Regions from separate parts of the Sus scrofa genome. Here region 1 is linked to region 2. Evidence: chromatin contacts called from public HiChIP or PLAC-seq data. All regions are on one chromosome and are shown on one strand. The core of a region is the stretch at or near the end of the contact, and the rest is flanking DNA. Distances in the headings are between cores, read along the strand shown. Region 1 overlaps PIP5KL1 (phosphatidylinositol 4-phosphate 5-kinase-like protein 1). Region 2 overlaps FPGS (folylpolyglutamate synthase, mitochondrial).

Region 1 (6,843 bases), core at 3,458-5,957, 110 kb after region 2:
AGTCTGACCTCCCGCATCTCCCCTCTTCCGCGCTCCCGCGCTTCGCCCAACCTCCTACGGGGGATGGGAGTAGGTGGGGCGCAGAGGGAAAAAACAGCCTGGAGGGTGTCGGAACCTCTGCCCCGGTTCTCCGGCCACCGGACTGGAGTTTCTTCTCCATTTCGGAAGCCGGCGAGGGTAGGGTGGGGGTTAAGCGGGGTTTTAGGGTCAGGCGGCCCCGGGTATCAAGATAGTAGGGTTGCCAGATTTAGGAGGTAAGATAGAAGATGCTCACTTATATTGGAATTTCAGAAACAGCCAATGCCCATAATTATATGAAAAAAATCTGAAATCTCACCGTAACTGGGCGCCCTGTGTTTTCTCTGGCAGCCTTACCTGCACCACCTCTGACGGCGTGACCTTCACCTTGAAACTGACAGTATTAAGGGCCTGAACCTAGCCAGAACACAGGTTGGGACTTGAACCCACGTGCACCAGGGGACTCGAACCCAGCCTGAACCTAGACTGGGACTTGAACCCAAGGTTTTGGGGTTTTTTTTTTTTGGTCTTTTTGACATTTCTTAGGCCGCTCCTGCGGCATATGGAGGTTCCCAGGCTAGGTAGGGGTCTAATCGGAGCTGTAGCTGCCAGCCTACGCCAGAGCCCCAGCAACGCGGGATCCGAGCCGCGTCTGCGACCTACACCACAGCTCACCGGCAGTGCCAGATCGTCAACCCACTGAGTAAGCGCAGGGGTCGAACCTGCAACCTCATGTAAACCCACGGTTTTAAATTAGAATCCCTCATTCTGTGTCTGGACTCACTGAGGCTGAGAAGGAATTCAACCTCAAGGTTGAAAGAACTCAGCCAGAGACAAAGTGATAGGCAAGAAATAGATTTATTAGGATAGGACGCTTGGGAGAGATGGAAGCTCTGCCTCCAGGATCTGGTGCTTTTATCATCCAAGGGGAGTTGGGGTTGGAAAAGCCCGCCTCTTCCTTTCTGGAAGTAGTAGCTCCTCCTTAGTAAGGTGTGGATTCAAATCCGCAGAAGGGTGGTCTTCAAATTCTTGCCCTTGGTCTGAATATGCCTGCAGGCCTCATCCCATCCCCCACCCAACGACCTGAGGCCGTTCTCAAGGCTCCACTCATGCAGCAAAGCTGCCTTGTTCCGATAGCTTTTGTGAGCAATTGATTTACTTACAGCGATCTCCCCTAAGTTTCCCTCATTATCCGTGGTCCTTTATTGGGATTTCTAAAAATACCTGTGTTCACCCCATCCCTATCAACATGAGCGTCAGTTTCTCCCCTCTGTGCAGTGGGGATGATAATAGCGCACACATCCCAATGAGACAGTGCAGGGGGGACACATGGCAGAGCCAAGATCCAAACCCTGGGCCGTCTCACTTTGGAGCCAGGGCTCTGACCACTTACTTTTCACTTCTCAAACGCCTGTGTTTTGTGGCAGGGCCCAGTGGTAAGACCAGGTGAGAATCCCACGACTGGGGAATACACAGAACAGAGCCAGTATTTGATTTACTTATTTGTTTTGCTTTTCCAGGCCACACCCTCGGCATATGGAGGTTCCCAGGCTAGGGGTTAAATCAGAGCTGCAGCTGCCGGCTTACACCACAGCCACAGCCACCGGGGATCCAAGCCTCATCTGCGACCTACACCACAGCTCACGGCAATGCCAGATCCTTAACCCACTGAGCGAGGCCAGGGGTCTAACTGGCGTCCTCATGGTTCCTAGTCAGGTTCATTACCAAGGCACCGCGGCAGGAACTCCCTGCAGTATTTAATTTACGAGTCACTTGGTTTACTGCACACAATTAGTGTACAACACACATGAGTCAAAGTAAGAACAATAGAAAAGGGGATTTAAAAAAACACTCCAAGTAGTTTGGGAAGGTGGCGTCTCAGCACACGTGAGCATTGGGCTCTGGTTCAGCTGACTGGGACTCATGACAAAGGTGAGTGGGAAGGAAAGACACACTTGCTTCTGCTCCAACAGAGCATCCGTGTGGAAGAGCTCTCGGCAGCGTGGAGTCTTCCAACAAAGATCTTCAAGTAGCTCAGCTCTGCGATCTCATTTTAAGGGAATCTGCCTGTAGGGTATAACCTGATGCCCCCAAGGGATCTCATCTCTATCTGTCACTCTTTCTTCACCAGTAAAGTCTTTCCTGGGAAGCAATCCCTTATCTAAGGCAACACTCTTCATTTATGACCCTCAGAAAACGCACAGTCCTGTATTGGACCGTTCACAACAACCAATATGGAAGTTCCCATTGGCCACTGGGACTCCATCTTTGAATTGCTAAGCTTAAATCCGATGAGTTTCACATAAGATGAGTAAGAATCATAGCACCAAAGAAATCATGGCATAACAGCCCCCTTTTCAAAGTGTCCTCCAATTCAAAGCCAGCTCAGTGTAGGGTCCCTGCAGGTGCTGAAATGTGTCCCATTTGAAGGCTCACATGGATCCCTCAGGAATTTAAGACTCAAGTGTGTTCTAGGGCCAGAAAGGTTTGAAGGGGCAGATACAAGGCAAGAGGGAGGGGTGGGCCTGCAGTGAAGTGGAGAGCATACTTCCCATCTAAACTGTTTTTTTTTGGGGGGGTGGAGTTCCCACTGTGGCTCCATGGGTTAAGGACCCAACGCAATGTCCATAAGGATGCCTTGCTTAGTGGGTTAAGGATCTGACATTGCCACAAGTTGTGGTGTAGCTCAAGGAGGTAGCTCAGATCCTGAGTTTCTGTGGTGTAAGCTCTGACTGCAGCTGCAGCTCCAATTTGACCCCTAGCCAGGGAACTTCCATATGCCATGGGTGCAGCCAAAATAAGTAAATAAATTAATAAAACCCTCCTCATAGACTCAGCCCCAAGGGGAAAATGTGATACCTTCCCTATGGATTCACTGATCACCCACAAGGGCTAGGGAAGTGACAATTCCTTCCAAAGGGAGGCAAATCCCTGCTGGCTAGGACCCCATGGAGACAGGGACGTACCCATATGTCCTAGGCTCCCAGAGGAGATAAAGCTGTCACATCCACCATGGAACTGACTCTGGGTCATCCCACAGCCTCAAATGAAGCTCTTCAACTTGGTTTTGGCAAAAGTCCTCTCTCCTTACCCTGATCTGCAAGTCCCTGCGCGGTCTGAACACCTGCCTCCTCAGTCACCATCCACCCACCCTGGCTGCCGTTCTGATCCTCAATCTTGATGCCCTCCTTCCTGCCTCAGGACCTTTGCACTTGTCACATCCTCTGCCTGGACTTGTCTATTCACATGACCAGCTCTACTTGTCATTCAGCTCAAATATCCTCAGAAAGGCCCTCGCCGGGTCCTCTACCCTACATCACAGCCCCATCCCTCTTGTCCCACCTTGATTTATTTTTTTCACGGTACTTGTCACACTCTGAAATCCTCCTGTGTATTAACTGGTTTTCCTGTTTACGGTCCACCTGCCCATTAGCCTCTAGGATCCACTTGTGTTCTCAGGGCATTTCCAACACCTGCACAAATGTCTTTGTTGTTGTTGTTGTTGTCTTTTTAGGGCCACTATAGAGGTTCCCAGGCTAGGGGTCTCATCAGGGCTTTGGCTGCCAGCCTATGCCACAGCCGCAGCAACGCAGGATCCCTGTGTCTGTGACATACACCACAGCTCGTGGCAACACCGGATCCTTAACCGCCTGAGTGGGGCCAGGGATCAAACCACGTGCTCATTCATGGCTACTAATCAGGTTCATTACCTTTGAGCCACAGCAGGAACTCCCAAATGTCTTTTTTTTGGGGGGGGGGCCAAACCTGAAGCATGTGGAAGTTCCCCAGCCAGGCATCAAACCCAAGCCACTGCAGTAACAGGGCCAGATCCTTAATCCGCTGCACCACAAGAGAATCCCTAGATGGTTGCGGTTCGATCCCTGGCCTTGCTCAGTGGGTTAAGGACCTGGCATTGCTGTGAGCTGTGGTGTAGGTCACAGATGTAGCTCGGATCCTGCGTTGCTGTGGCTCTGGTGTAGGCCAGTGGCTACAGCTCCAATTAGACCCCTGGCCTGGGACCCTCCATATGCCGTGGGAAGCAGCCCTAGAAAAGGCAAAAAGACAAAAAAAAAAAAAAAAAGTGAGACTCTCTAGATAATGTCTGTTGAATGAGCCACTTAGAAGAGCCAGGAGGGAGTTCCTGTGTGGCTCAAGGGTAATGAACCCAACTAGCATCCATGAGGATTGGGGTTCGATCCCTGGCCCTGTTCAGTGGGGTAAGGATCTGGCATTGCCATAAACTGCAGTGTAGGTTGCAGACACGGCTCAGATCCTGTGTTGCTGTGGCTGCAGCTGCAGCTCTGATTCGACCCCTAGCGTGGGAACTTCTGTATGCTGTGGATGCAACCCTAAAAAGACCACAAAAAAAAAAAAAGAAGAAGAAGAGCCAGGAGTCCTGGGCCCCATGAGACAAGGGACAAACCACTTTCCTTCCAGGCTCAGCCCTGCCTCAGCCCATTGCCAGATACCCAGGTAGAGAGGGAACGGGCCATCCCTCTCTGTGAGCGTAGGGACCCAACTCAGCCCTGTCGGATCCAGACCCCAGAGAAATATAGGGCCAAACCCGAGTTTCCTGCCATGCTGCCCTTCCACCACAGACTTTCCATGACCCACCCACTTCTCTAGTGACGACCTTACCACACTCTATGTCTCAACTTCCTGCTGAGCCAGAACGAGAAAAGCTCTGTGGTTTGGGCCCGCTCAGAAAAGTTGAGTAATCGCCCAGCGTCCCACAGACGGCTGGGGGTGAGGTCAATTATACACATATTCCAGGAACCCGCACTCCAGCCCTGCACCCTGAGACTTCCCTTTCCAGAGTTCCCGCTGTGGTACTGCGGTAGAAGGATCTGGTGGTGCCACAGCTGTGGCTTGGACTCGATCCCTGACTATGGAACTTCCATATCCTGGGGGTGCTGTGGGCAAAAAAAAAAAAAAAAAAAAAAAAAAAAACCCAGCGGAAATGATCACAACATTGTAAATCAACTACTTTTCAATAAAACTTTTAAAAATGAAAGAAAAAAACATGGAGTTCCTGTCGTGGCGCAGTGGTTAACGAACCCGACCTAGCAACCATGAGGTTGAGGGTTCGATCCCTGGCCTCGCTCAGTGGCTTGAGGTTCCGGCGTTGCTCGTGAGCTGTGGTGTAGGTTGCAGACGTGGCTCGGCTCCAGTGTTGCTGTGGCTGTAGACCGGCAGCTACAGTTCCGATTAGACCCCCTAGCCTGGGAACTTCCATATGCCATGGGTGCAACCCTAGAAAAGACCAAAAAAAAAAAAAAAAGAGAGAGAGAAAGAAAAAATTTTCCCTTTCCTCTCCCTACTCTACCAGCAATTTCCCCTCATTTTCTCTGAAGGTCAAGGGCAGAGCAGTGTTGGATGCAACTGAGTGGCTACCCTAAGGTCTGGAGTCATCCAGTCCTGGGGGCCAGCCCCCTCCCACCACACTGCCCCTCCCCCTACACCCTGAACAGCAACCATGGTGCAATATTATCCTCAAAAGCCAGGCTCTCTTTTTCCCCAGATCTTTGCTGTGTCCTCGGCCTGGGACCCACTCAGGGCTGCTTCTGATTCTTCTGGTCTCAGTTCAGAAGTGAGAGTTCCCACCCCATCAAATAACGAGGTAGGGGCTCCTTCCCTGAGTCCCACGGCCCCATGTTCCTTCACAAGGCTTTGTCACACCAGGTTGCTTTTGTCACTGTCCCCCAACTGTGAGTTCTGTGGAAGCGGAATCTAGGTATCTTGCTCCACCCCAGGCCCCCATTTCCCAGCAGAGGACCTGTCGCATAGCAGGTGCTCAATAAATATTTAATGAGTTAGATATTTCCATTTTAAAGATTAGACCACTGAGGCACAGAGAAGTTTAGCACCTTGTCCTGGTCACACAGCCAGGTCTCAAAGAAGCTCTAGAAGAAAGGCCCACTTGGCCACGATCTGACTGGCCGGGGGTCAGAGGGAAGGCTGGAGTTTCCTGGAGGAGGGAGAAGGAATGACCAGGGGCTAGGCAGGCAATTTGCTTCTCTGCTTCCGGTGACATCTGTGTGTCCACGTCGCCTGGTCTGACCACAAACCTCTGCTCCCATGTCATAGATGATAAAAGTGACTCCCAGAGGCGGGCAGATCTTATTCAAGGTCAATAGTGGACCCCAATCTAATGCATCCCAGTGCTGCAGGACCGCCTCAATACCCCACTTGCATCCGTAGAGGAGCAGGAGGGAGGGAGGCCACCCCAGACTGAGGCCAGTGGGCCCTGCCTGAGCCAGGGGCAGAGGAGTGGGAGGCCTGGCTTCTCGGGCCACTTACCAGTGCAAAACCCCCTTAAAGTCTCTGGACTGCAGTTTCCCCATCTGGACGACAAGGGGGCTGGGCTGGAGCTTTCAGATGCCCTCCTTCCCCAATGAAGATAGGGCTGCAGAAGCTGGTGTGTAAGAATACACGCTCCTGAGTTCAAAAGGTATATTGAGCCCCAACCCATGCACCCTGTCGGCATGGATTGGCCGTTCCCACATCTGTGTGCCTGAGGCTTATGAGGTCAGATAAACTGGGCGGCTGGTTGCAGCATTTATTGCTGAATGATCTTACTCAGTCCCTTCACCCCTTAAGCCTTCATTTCATAGCTGTAAAAAAAAATGAATATTAACTTTTTTTTCCCGAAGATTAAATGAGCTAACATAGGGGAGTCCTTGGCACGATGCCAGGCACAGCATCGCCATCAAAAGGAGTTCATCATATTAACTAGGGGGATGCTGCCCTCAGGAGGCCAACGGGAGGAACAGCAGGCAAGGGGAGCCTGACCCTCTGCCCAGGCCAGGCTGGAACTCGCGTGCC
Region 2 (6,271 bases), core at 1,626-4,125:
TAACACCTTTGTACACAGTGGGGTGAGGCTAAGGAGAGACTACCTCACTGAGGATATGGAATTCTGTTTAAGGCAAGTTTCTTTTTGCCCAGTGACAGAAAAGGGTTTTCTAGGAGTTCCCATCGTGGTGCAGTGGTTAACGAACTGGATTAGGAACCATGAGGTTGCGGGTTCGATCCCTGGCCTTGCTCAGTGGGTGAAGGATCCGGCATTGCCGTGAGCTGTGGTGTAGGCCGCAGACGCAGCTTGGATCTGGCATTGCTGTGGCTCTGGCGTAGGCCAGCGGCTACAGCTCCGATTAGACCCTTAGCCTGAGAACCTCCATATGCCGTGGGAGTGGCCCCAGAAAAGGCAAAAAGACAAAAAAAAAAAAAAAAAAAAAAAAAAAAGAAAAGGGTTTTCTTGTAAGGTACTGGATATAAATAGATATTCAGAGGTGGGGGTGTCCTTATGTACATATCAGAGGGTCAGAACCGTGGTGTGGTCATCAGAAATATACCCTCCCTGGAGTTCTCTATGGCACAATAGGTCAAGTTGTCACTGCTGCAGCTCAGGTCACTGCTGTGATGTGGGTTTGATAACCTTGCCCGGGGAACTTCCATATGCTGAGGGCAAGGGAGGGTAGGGGGTGGGAAAGAATTGTACCCTCCCTGCTGAATTCTAGGCTTCTGCATAAACCGGCTGATGAGCTTGAACCAAAGAATCGTGGCTGAGGGTGGGGAAGGGGCAGCTGGACTCCTCTAGTCCAGACTCTCTGGAGTGTAGTGGCCTTTGGAGACTCTTGTCCTCATCAAGACCCCCTCTAGAAATCATGAGCTGGGACAGAGCTCATTTCAGCCCTTATCTTGCTAAGGAGGAGACTGAGTGTCAGACAGGATCAGCAAGGGGTAGCAAATTGCCCAAGGTCACAAAGCATTAGGCTGCAGACATTGACCAGACAAGTGGTGGTGAGTGGGGACAGATTTTAGAGTCAGTAAGTCTGGGTTTACATCTTGGCTCTACCACATACTGGCCATGCCATCCTGAGTGAGTTGCTTACCTTCTTACCCTCTTTGTGCCTCCATTTTGTCACCTGTAAAATGGGTCTAATTGCTAATTCATACATTTTTTTTCTTGATCTTTTTGGGGCCACACTCGCAGCATATGGAGGTTCCCAGGCTAGAGGTCGAATCGGAACTGTAGCTGATGGCCTACACCATAGCCGCAGCAACACCAAATCTGAGCCACATCTGCAACTTACACCATAGCTCACGGCAACACCAGATCCTTAAGCCACTGAGCAAGGCCAGGGATCGAACCTCATGGATCTAGTCAGATTCGTTTCCACTGAACCACGACAGGAACTCCAAATTTATACAGTTCTTGTGAGGATAAAAAGAAATTGCAGGAGTTCCCGCTGTGGCACAGTGGGTTAAGAACCCAACTGCAGTGGCTTGGGTTGCTACAGAGGTAGCCCCGAGTAGTGGGTTAAAGATCCAGAGTGGCCACAGCTGTAGCATAGGTCACAGCTGTGGCTCAGATTCAATCCCTGCCCCAGGAACTTCCATATGCCACGGGTGTAGCCATAAAAAAAAAAAAAAAACAAAAAGGAAAAGAAAAGAAATTGCAATGCTAAGTATGGGCTAAGCGCTTAATAATAGCTAAAAGAACACACCCGAAAAAGCCAAGAGGAAGAACTTAGGGGAAGGGTGTTTCAGGCTGAGGCAACTATGTAAATGTAAGGTTGGAGGTGGAAGAGGCCAAGGCCAATTCCTGAAGTCTTTGTCAGCTGTCATGATGGAGCAGGAGACGAGGCAGTGACTCGGGCAGATCTGAGTTTAGAAAGCCCAACATAGTGCCTTGGCTGACCTGCTGTGTGACCCCAAGCTGTCTCTCTCCCTCTCTGGGCCTCAGTCTCCTGCCCCTACAGGTTCTAATCAGGGGTTGCAAATATCCAGTCTTTGTAAGTTTCCTTCTTCACTGGCCATGCGCCCCCTAGACAGGGTACTCCAAGAGTCAAGCCTTGTCATCTGTCCCCAGAACCCAGCATCCCCCACACCCAGCCCAGGTCTGGCATAGAGACCGTGTCTCACCAAATGAAGGAGTGAATGGACGGATGTCTTTGGGAGGGTGGGGGTTAAAGCAGGATTCCTGGCCCCTCACCCTCCACACAGGTCTGCAGACCTGGACCCTGACCTGCTAGCCAGTTCCCCTGTGCCCTTGTCTTTTCTTGGCCGTCCAGACAATGGCTTTGTTTCCATTGTTCTTGCTGGAGAATGAGAATGCGTCGGTGGTGGCACAGTCAATAGTAGTTCTCCAGCTGTGCCATGAAGGTGCCTTTGATTTTCTCCTTTAGAGGCTTCTCTGTTTTCTTCTACAAACCTCTATGGGATTTGCAAATAAAAAGCAGTAATGCAAAGGAGATAAGTGGACCTCAAAGAAAATACAAGGGAATTTTAAACATCAGAAAAAAATACTCAGAGTTCCCGTCGTGGCTCAGTGGTTAATGAATCTGACTAGGAACCATGAGGTTGCGGGTTCGATCCCTGGCCTTGCTCAGTGGGTTAGGGATCCGGCGTTGCCGTGAGCTGTGGTGTAGGTCGCAGACGCAGCTTGGATCTGGCATTGCTGTGGCTCTGGTGTAGGCCGTGGCTACAGCTCCGATTAGACCCCCTAGCCTGGGAACCTCCATATGCGGCGGGAGTGACCCTAGAAAAGGCAAAAAGACCAAAAAAAAAAAAAAAAATCAACTTCTTTCATAATAAAATAAATGCAAATGATAACCACCCCGAGATTCCGTTTTTCCGCCTGTGCGTTGGCCGGATCACTGCTGATTAACAGTGTGTGCTGGTGAGGAAACAGCTGGCTCCTGCCCCACGGGGGTGTGGGGTTGGAAACTGGGTCCTGTCCCTCTGGAGGACAATGCGGCAATCTGTGTTTAAGGGTTAAATGCAAGTCACCTTTGACCCAGCAATTGTACTTCTTGGAATTTATCCATCAGATGTGCTCACACATGGAGAAAATGATGTTACCCATTGCAGCATCACTGGTAATAGCACAATGTTGAAAACCTAAATGCCCATCAGTAGGAGACCGACTGAATGTATGACACTCTTCTCTCACAAAGGAGTACTCTGCTGCTTTGAAAAAACAAAAATGAGCCAATGGAGCAGCTCTTATGTACCAGCACAGTCCAGAATAAGGTCCAGAAATTAAAGATACGTGGAAAAAGTACAATACAACATATATTCACTATCTTTGAGTATCTTTGCTACAATATTTATTTGCTATCTTTAAGTATAAAAGGGAAATCAATATATATTTTTATTTGTAAATACATAAAATGGAAAGATCACAAGAAACATAACTTTGCTTTTTTTGCAGGGCGGGGCGGGGGGGCACATGTGTGGCATATGGAAATTCCCAGGCTAGGGGTCAAATCGGAGCTACAGCTGCCGGCCTACACCACAGCCACAGCAACACCAGATCCAAGCCACATCTGCAACTTATACTGCAGCTCCTGGCAGCACTGGATCCTTAACCCACAGGGCAAGGCCGGGGATTGAACCCAAATCCTCAGGGGTACTAATAGGGTTTGTTACCACAACGGGACCTCCGGGCATACGCCTTTAAAAATCCTTTGTGGGAGTTCCTGTCGTGGCGCAGTGGTTAACGAATCCGACTAGGAACCATGAGGTTGCGGGTTCAGTCCCTGCCCTTACTCAGTGGGTTAACGATCTGGCGTTGTCGTGAGCTGTGGTGTAGGTTGCAGACACGGCTCGGATCCTGTGTTGCTGTGGCTCTGGTGTAGGCCGGATGCTACATCTCTGACTGGACCCCTAGCCTGGGAACCCCCATATGCTGCGGGAGTGGCCCAAGAAATGGCCAAAAGACCAAAAAAAAAAAAAAAAAAAAATCCTTTGTGCCTCAGTTTCATCACCTGTACAAGGAGGGTCATAAAAGTTGTACCTATTTGATAGGGTTTTGATGATTAAATGAGCAACTAATGTGGAAGGTGTTTAGAGCCAGTGCCTGGCCCTGAGAGGCGCTACCTAACTGTTTTCTAGGTAAATATCTTACAGGGATCCCTATAAGCTTATGATTTGAGTCAGAAGGTTAAGAGGCAGAAAATATTGTCACTTGCATCAAAGCCCTGTGGATGTCTAGGTGTGTCTGTGATTTTATGACTGTCGAGAATCATGAGGGCGAGGCATGGGGAGAGGGAGAAGGTTAAGCAAAAGAAACATATGTAAAGCCTCTTTATGGTCATTTTTATGAAGTTATGAAACTTTATCCATGGATACATACAAAGTTACAATGATTAAAAAAAAAGGAAACGAAAGGAGAAGAGGACCTGTCTTCCATGGGGCGGGGGTGGGGAGCCCCTAGCAGCGATATGGAAAGTGGAAGTCTAGCCAAAGACAGCATCTTCACAGCATATATATATATATTTTTTTTTATTTTTATTTTTATTGGAAATCCAGCCAATGACAGGATCTTCACAACATACATACACACACACATATATATATATATATATATATTTTTTTTTTTGTCTTTTTGCCATTTCTTGGGCCGCTCCCACGGCATATGGAGGTTCCTAGACTAGGGGTCGAATTGGAGCTGTAGCCACCAGCCTATGCCAGAGCCATAGCAACGCGGGATCTGAGCCACATCTGCAACCTACACCACAGCTCACGGCAACTGCCGGATCCTTAACCCACTGAGCAAGGCCAGGGATCGAACCCGCAACCTCATGGTTCCTAGTCAGATTCGTTAACCACTGAGCCACGATGGGAACTCCCATTTATTTTTATTTTTGTTTTTTTGCCTTTCTAGGGCTGCTCCTGCGGCATATGGAGGTTCCCAGGCTAGGGGTCGAATCGGAGCTGTAGCCGCCGGCCTATACTACAGCCACAGCAACTCAGGATCCGAGCAGTGTCTGTGACCTACACCACAGCTCACGGCAACGCCAGATCCTTAACCCACTGAGCAAGGCCAGGGATCGAACCCACAACCTCATTGTTCCTAGTCGGATTCGTTAACCACTGGGCCACGACGGGAACTCCTATATATATATTTTTAAATTTACTTATTTATTTGCTTTTTAGGGCCACCCTCAAGGCATATGGAGGTTCCCAGGCTAGGGGTCAAATTAGAGCGGTACCTGCCTGCCCACACCACAGCCACGGTAACATGGCAATGTATATGTTTACTTCAAAATCAAATGGTCTCTTGTGTACTGGTGCTGAAATCCCATTAGCTGTTAAGGGATTGCCTTTTATCTGTGGAAAGTTCTCCAGAGGGTTTTTGCAGCAACCCCCCACCCCCATCTCAACACACACACCTTTCTGGACTTCAGCTGAAAAAACACTGCTTTTTTCCATGCTGGCAGTTGGGGCCAAGAAAGTCATAGACAGAAAAAGTTCTGAGAACTTCAGGACACATGGGGGTCCTCCAGCCACAGGTAGGACACATCATTTCCCTGGCCCTGGATCGTTCTCCAATCTGGAATCTTCCAGTGTAAATCTGATCTTGTCAACCCTTCTTAGGACCATTTCATTGTCATCTAAATGCAGTGCAGGGAGTTCCTGTTGTGGTTCAGTGGGTTAAGAACCTGATCAGTATCCACGGGGATCAGGTTCAATCGCTGGCCTTGCTGAGTGGGTTAAGGATCCAGCGTGACTGTGGCTGTGGTGTGGGCCAGCAGCTGCAGTTCCGATTTGACTCCTAGCCTGGGAACTTCCATATGCCACAGGTGCAGCCCTCAAAAGACTAAATAAGTAAGCAAATGCAATCCAGGAGTTGCTGCTGTGGCTTGGCAGGTTAAGAACCGGATATAGTGTCTGTTCTGGATGCTGGTTTGATCTCTGGCCTTAGTGGCTCACTAAGGATCTAGTGCTACCCCAAGCTGCAGCGTAGGTCCCAGATGTGGCTCGTGTCCAGTGTTGCAAGGCCGTGGCTTAGGCTGGCAGCCACAGTTCTGATTCAACCCCTAGCCCAGGAACTTCCATATGCCATAGGTGTAGCGATAAAAAGAAAAAAAGAAAAGAAATGCAATCCAATTTCTTATAAGGCTACCAGGTCCTGCTGGATGTGACATCCTGTCCCTCCATGGTGATGAGGCCCAACCCTGTGGAAGTGTAGTTCTCTCAGGTGCCTAGTTCTCTCTCCCATCTTTTGCTTTTCACATAGCCTTCCCTCCCTTTGCCTAAAAAGCTCTCATCCCGCCAACTCGCTGTCTGCCCTCCAGCCCCAGGCCTCCTGGGGCCGGGATGTCTCCTCTTTCAGG

What was found. HiChIP or PLAC-seq counts read pairs in DNA pulled down with a chosen protein or histone mark.
Region 1: an H3K27ac HiChIP or PLAC-seq map of alveolar macrophages shows a contact between it and region 2. The contact joins two enhancer-like sites. A contact is called at or near these places in 2 of 47 Hi-C or Micro-C datasets (embryonic fibroblasts and heart right ventricle) and 1 of 2 datasets of contacts at active chromatin or transcription factors (alveolar macrophages).

What each region holds. Positions count from the first base shown.
Region 1 is chr1:268,402,559-268,409,401 of Sscrofa11.1, forward strand. It overlaps PIP5KL1 (phosphatidylinositol 4-phosphate 5-kinase-like protein 1), which reads right to left. Exons shown (of 10, transcript XM_021069432.1): 10 at 6,555-6,843. Among named protein-coding and RNA genes, the nearest start is that of ST6GALNAC4, 3.5 kb to the left of the region's middle. Within about 2 kb of position 4,708, at least 20 of the 83 cell types and tissues checked have an H3K27ac peak or open chromatin away from gene starts, as enhancers often do. A contact at or near this core is called in alveolar macrophages, where this site is marked.
Region 2 is chr1:268,291,591-268,297,861 of Sscrofa11.1, forward strand. All of the region lies in intron 2 of FPGS (folylpolyglutamate synthase, mitochondrial), which reads left to right. Among named protein-coding and RNA genes, the nearest start is that of FPGS, 13 kb to the left of the region's middle. Within about 2 kb of position 2,876, at least 2 of the 83 cell types and tissues checked have an H3K27ac peak or open chromatin away from gene starts, as enhancers often do. A contact at or near this core is called in alveolar macrophages, where this site is marked.